2 separate regions of the Macaca mulatta genome follow, and region 2 is linked to region 1. The links are chromatin contacts, called in public Hi-C maps. All regions are on one chromosome and are shown on one strand. The core of a region is the stretch at or near the end of the contact, and the rest is flanking DNA. Distances in the headings are between cores, read along the strand shown. Region 1 holds the start of ARHGEF12 (Rho guanine nucleotide exchange factor 12). Region 2 overlaps ARHGEF12 (Rho guanine nucleotide exchange factor 12).

Region 1 (2,700 bases), core at 82-2,581:
CATCCGATTGGAAGGGGTCAACGGATGCGGGTTGGAGGAAAACAAGTTATCTCCCAAAACAAACTGAGAAAGCCAGGGAGCGAGTCAGTCCAGAGTGAGTCGAGCTAGCGACAAATCCTCCAGAAGGCACAAGGAGAAACTTCCTCAGAGAGAGAAGTCCGCGCGCCGTGGGAAGGGGACCCGCGACTCCCGCCGGGGCTGGGGCGGGATCAGCTCTGGGACGGGTGTCGGCTCCTCCTCCGGAGTCTCGGGGCCTCGAACTCCCCGCCGCGGCAAGGGCCGGGGCCCTCCCTCCCGGCTCTCTATCTGGGGCTGCCGGCTGCTCCTGGCCGCAGCGTTGGCCGCGTCTCCGGCCGTCCCGCGCCGGGCTCGCGCGGTTCCATGTCCCGGGCCCGGGGCTCCTCCTCTGCTCGCCGCCCCCACCAGGCTCCCGGTGCTGGGACTAGCCGCGGGCGCCGGGGGAGGGTCCCGCGGCCCGAGGTGACAGGGACCCCGGTCTCTCAGCGCCGCGGGCTGCTCCCCATCCCTTTGAGGCCCGGACTCTTCCGCAGTCGCCAGAGGCGGCGGCTCCTCCCCGACGCTCCCCGCGAGGGGCGGGAGATGCCCGTCCGGCCCGGCCTGGAAGCCCTGGTCCGGGAGGCGGAGGCGGAGGCGGCGGCTTCTACCCGCGCAGGGCCGGCTCGCCGGGTTCTGGAGGCCCTCGCGGGAGCGCGCGCAGACAGCGGAGGAGGCCGGCGGCGGTGGGGGCCGCGCAAACGCGGGCGCGCGCGCGGGTTCCGGTTCCGGTTCTGGCTTCCCGGCCCTGGCCGCGTCCGGCGCGAGCTCGCGCTTCCCGTCCCCCGCCGACTTTTTTGGCCCCCTCCCCTCTGACTTCGGGAAGCCGCCTCACCCGGGATCCCTCCGCCGCTCAGGGCTGCGCTCCCGCCCTTGTAAGGACGCCTCCGCCGGAGCCCTGTTTGGGGGAGCGGAAAAGTAGTCCTGCGGGGCGGAGGGAGGTGGGACCCGTGCAGCCCCGGGAGGCCCACCAACCTCCCGCGGCGCCTGGGCCCCTGAGTGCCGAGACGTTGTCTTTCGAGGCCAGTTTGTACTAAGTCTACTTTCACCAGAGACCTCCTGAGAGCGCCCCCCAGATCCCTAGGACATCGTGCTGGGAGGCTCTTTGGAAATTACCAGCCCCCCTTGTCCTGGAAACTTTTATTCCTTAAGGGAATGTACTCTCTCTCCTGCCTTCTGGCTGCAAGCGTTCTACCAGTGCCCGGCCGGCGCCCCTCGCTGCCTCCGCAGGCCCCGCTCACCTGGGCACCTGCCGGCTCCGGGGGGAGAGCGCGGCGGGAGCGGGAGGCGCAGGGCTGAGGGAGAGCAGCTGGGGACTGCAGCCAGGGCTTCTCGGTATAAATATTGCTTTTAGGCTGTTTTTGCCTTGGCAAAATGAAATGTGTTATTTGCCAAATTGAGAAGGCATGGTGCTTTGCATGGCGACTTAACAAGTGTGTTGTGGAAAGAAATGGGAGAAGAAAATGAAGTATATTTATCCAGTAAATAGCATTACGGTTCTCTCTGAAGGGTTCCAAACGTTTTTTCGTTTTTTTCCCCTTCTGGGTAGAGAGATTTAGATACCCATCTAGTTTTATGATTGAATAATTCAGTATTATGGCAATTTAGGTACCACGTATAATGCAGTTCTTCAGTTCTGCCTGCAAACGTCTAAAGAGGCTATTCCCTTTATCCAACTATTTTCAGACTTTTGAGCGTAAACCTATGTTGGTGGCAAGGAATTTCAGCCATTTTGTGGAATCCAAGTAGCAAATCAAATCTAATAAACAGTGGATGTGGAGAGAGGAAACAATTACCTCTTAACAATGCTGTTGCAAAAAGTCATTCCACAACAGTTCATGAAAGGATCATTATCCCCGAATAGAGGCATGAGCTCACACTGACGTTAGTTAGAACGGGGGGGTGGAAAAAAAAAAGGAAAAGATAAACAGAGGCCAGAGACGACTCTTTATTGCTCGATTTTTAGGTTCAAGGCACAGCCAGCTAATTTTGTAATGTTTATTTTTGGAAAGAATAGAAGCAGATTAGCCAAGGCACTTTCCTAATGATGAGACCAGGACACATTGCCACCTGCTGGTGTATCCTAGCATGACAATTCTACCCTGAAGACTCTTAAATTGAGTGTTTACATGTAACTGGAACGAATCCCATTCATCTCTCTCTCTATATATATATACACACTGACCAAAATGCAAACCTTATTCCCAAACTTAATAAATCTTTCTTAAAAGTATTAAATATCTTATTTTCCCCTATTCTAATAATGTTACAGTGTAAGTATCAAATTAATTGAACCCAATGACTCATCAAATCATGCATTTTAAAAATGAGTTCCTCTCTTCCCTTAATACTTGAGGGAAGCCTCAATACTTAAGCTTCAGGAATAAAACAAACTGGGAAAGTTTCCTAATTCACCTTCTCTTCCTTGCATACAAAACCTCTTGGCAAGCTGCTTTCAAGATCTTTCCAAACTTAAACAGACCCACGGTTCTAGCTGTGAGCAAAGAAGGCATTTTGCTGTGGGAAAGCTTCAGAAGATGGTAAGCAAAAGATTGAATTAAGCTGTGGTTATTCATTCCAGAACTAATTTTTTTTTTTAATGATGGAAAATCTCTGTAGTCACCTACAAAGCATTGATGATTTAAA
Region 2 (2,700 bases), core at 154-2,653, 96 kb before region 1:
ATAAGATTATATTTCTAAGTCACATGTTTTATTGCAACATTCCTCTAAATACAAGATAAAATTCAAATTTCTCATTCGTATCATTTGCTCTGAATGCCTACAATTTGCTACACTTTGGAAACATAAAGTCAGACAAGACAGTCCCTCTGCTCTCAAGGAACTTCCCATCTCATGGTAGGGACAAGCCATGAAAACAGAGAGGAGACGCGGCAGTAAAACAAAAAGAAGAGTACGAGAAGCATTCCCAAAAGCAGTATGTACTGCTAGAACAAGCTGAAGCCCTTTATAACCTGGACTCATGATTTGGCTTCTAAGATAATCTCTAGCCATTTCATCTATAACCCTAATACACCAGGTTGCCCTAAAATTTTCACTGCTCTCTCAAAATGTTTTGCATTTTCATACCTCAGTGCTCTTGTTTATATTTAGATTACTGGTATTTTGGAGCTAGGCAGAAGTAGATTACCTATTGCCTGAATAAGTGTGGAAAGTTAACTCCCTTTGTTAAAATTAATTAACTCAATTTTTTCTTTTGTAAAGTTACAGTAACAACGGTACTATTTCATAAGGCTGTTCTGAGAATTAACTAAGGAACATAAAACACATCACTGTGTATGTGATATATACCCAACAAATATTAGCTATTACCATTTTTTCCTTGAGCCCAAACTGAAATTTTCCATTAAAACCTTTAGCTAACCCAATCACGAGACTCCTATCACCATCTTTCAAAAATAAATAAATAAGTAAATAAAAACCCACAAATCCTCAGTTTGTTTTTTGGATGAGGAACTGGGTCATTGGGCCTAAGCCTCAAGAGACAGCCTGACTTATGGCTTAGACCATGGATTCCTTTTTAAAAAACAACAAAACAAAACAACCCCCATCCCAACAACCTTCAATAAGAGAGAAACTTCACATTGTTAAATAGTAGATGTGTGTATATGTAACAAAAGTCCCAAGAAGTGACATCTCTTCTATATGCAAAGCACTGTATTTCCTATTCTTTTTTTTTAAAGAAATATAACCCACAAAATTGATTTCATGACCCACAATTACAAAACATTCGTTCAGACAACTTCCCTCATCACTTTTAAAGAGGGTGATCTACATTTAAGTCATTATTCCTATCACTGCATACAATTTACAAAGTATTGTTGAGTAAATAATACTGAACTTAGCTTTTAAGTATTCATAGGTCTATGGTGCTACATCATATTCAGCTTAAAATGTTTTATTATCGTCTTAACAGATACTCATGTTCATCTGGCAGTTTCTGGGTTAATCAAGAAAGTGCTGTTACTAAACCTGGGCTATTAACTGAAGCCTATCTAACAGGACTAAGGTTTTTCCTCTTGGTAATGGCAAAGTGCCCCATGATTCAAGACTGAGTCACTCTGACCACAAATGGAATATTAACATGCTCTTAAAGATATCAACAGTTGGTCTCTCGGTTCAGTAAGAATGCACTGGCATTAGTAACTTCTCTACCCACGAACAAGATGCCTGCTGGGAAATTCCATCCCTGTAAAAGAAACAGTTGGCAATGGGTGTTCAAGGGAAAAAGTGAACTCTGGAATTAAAAGCTTATATACAACAGTATCCAGATTTCTGTTTATCAAATTGGTATATTAAAAATGGGGATGGTAAAAAGTGCTAAGACACCTCTAACTCACGTCACTTAAAATCAAATCTAGAAAGGGGCTGTAAAGAAGAATACAGAAGAAAAAAGATTTAGAACACTGAATACTTACATCTGCATTGTCACTACTGGGCCGAGAAGCATCTCCACTGCTACAGTCAGTCCTGCCCAGGCCATCTCCAGGATCTGTTTCTGCCTCACTGACTGTTAGGGTGTCACCTAAAGGTCTGGAGGGTGTAACTACAGCTCCATCCTAAAACAGATTAAAGAAAAACACACCCACACAAACACATAAAAGAAAACTTTCATTACTTGCTGCATAAAGAAATAGAGTGGTACTACAATCTACATGGAGACTGCTAAAAGTTGGACATTCTGATGTGCTCAAGTATGGTTAAAATTCTACAAGTAAAATCCATAAATAACTACTAATTCTGGGATTCTAAAATGGCATGACCTTAAAGACAGGGCAAGTGATATTTTGGTAAAAAGAATATAAGTTCAAACTTACAAATATAGCAAAAAGGTAAAATGTTTTGTTAATTGATATTGTCTGCCCATTAATTAAGGTTATTACCCTACAGTTTCTTGTTAACTACCTTCCAATGCTTCAGAGTGTCAATCAATGGTCAATTCTGGGACATAATACTATAACATAAATTATTACAAGCATTTAGATCAGGTTATAAGCATTTATTTATTTATATAATTTGAGATGGAGTCTTGTTCTGTCACCCAGCCTGGAGTGCAGTGGCAGGATCTCGGCTCACTGCAACCTCCGCCTCCATGGTTCAAGCCATTCTCCTCCCTCAGCCTCCCGAGTAGCTGGGATTACAGGCACACACCACCAAACTTGGCTAATTTTTTTATTTTTAGTAGACTCGGAGTTTCACCATGTTGGCCAGGATGGTCTCAAACTCCTGACTTCAGATGATCTGCCCGTCTTGGCCTCCCAAAGTGCTGCGATTACAGGTGTGAGCCACGCACGCCTGGCCAGGTTATAAAGATTTAGATAGCTGCCCAAACAGGGTAGGAATATTGTATTTGTCTAGTAATAA

The links. A called contact is a pair of places that touch in the nucleus more often than the background predicts.
Region 2: a Hi-C map of fibroblasts shows a contact between it and region 1, with 2.2 times the contacts expected there. The contact joins the enhancer-like site here to the promoter of ARHGEF12 in region 1.

Annotation. Positions count from the first base shown.
Region 1 is chr14:121,023,240-121,025,939 of T2T-MMU8v2.0, reverse strand. It overlaps ARHGEF12 (Rho guanine nucleotide exchange factor 12), which reads right to left and starts at 1,331. Exons shown (of 40, transcript XM_077964534.1): 1 at 1-1,331.
Region 2 is chr14:121,119,169-121,121,868 of T2T-MMU8v2.0, reverse strand. It overlaps ARHGEF12 (Rho guanine nucleotide exchange factor 12), which reads right to left. Exons shown (of 40, transcript XM_077964534.1): 10 at 1,755-1,895. Among named protein-coding and RNA genes, the nearest start is that of ARHGEF12, 96 kb to the right of the region's middle. Within about 2 kb of position 1,403, at least 4 of the 40 cell types and tissues checked have an H3K27ac peak or open chromatin away from gene starts, as enhancers often do.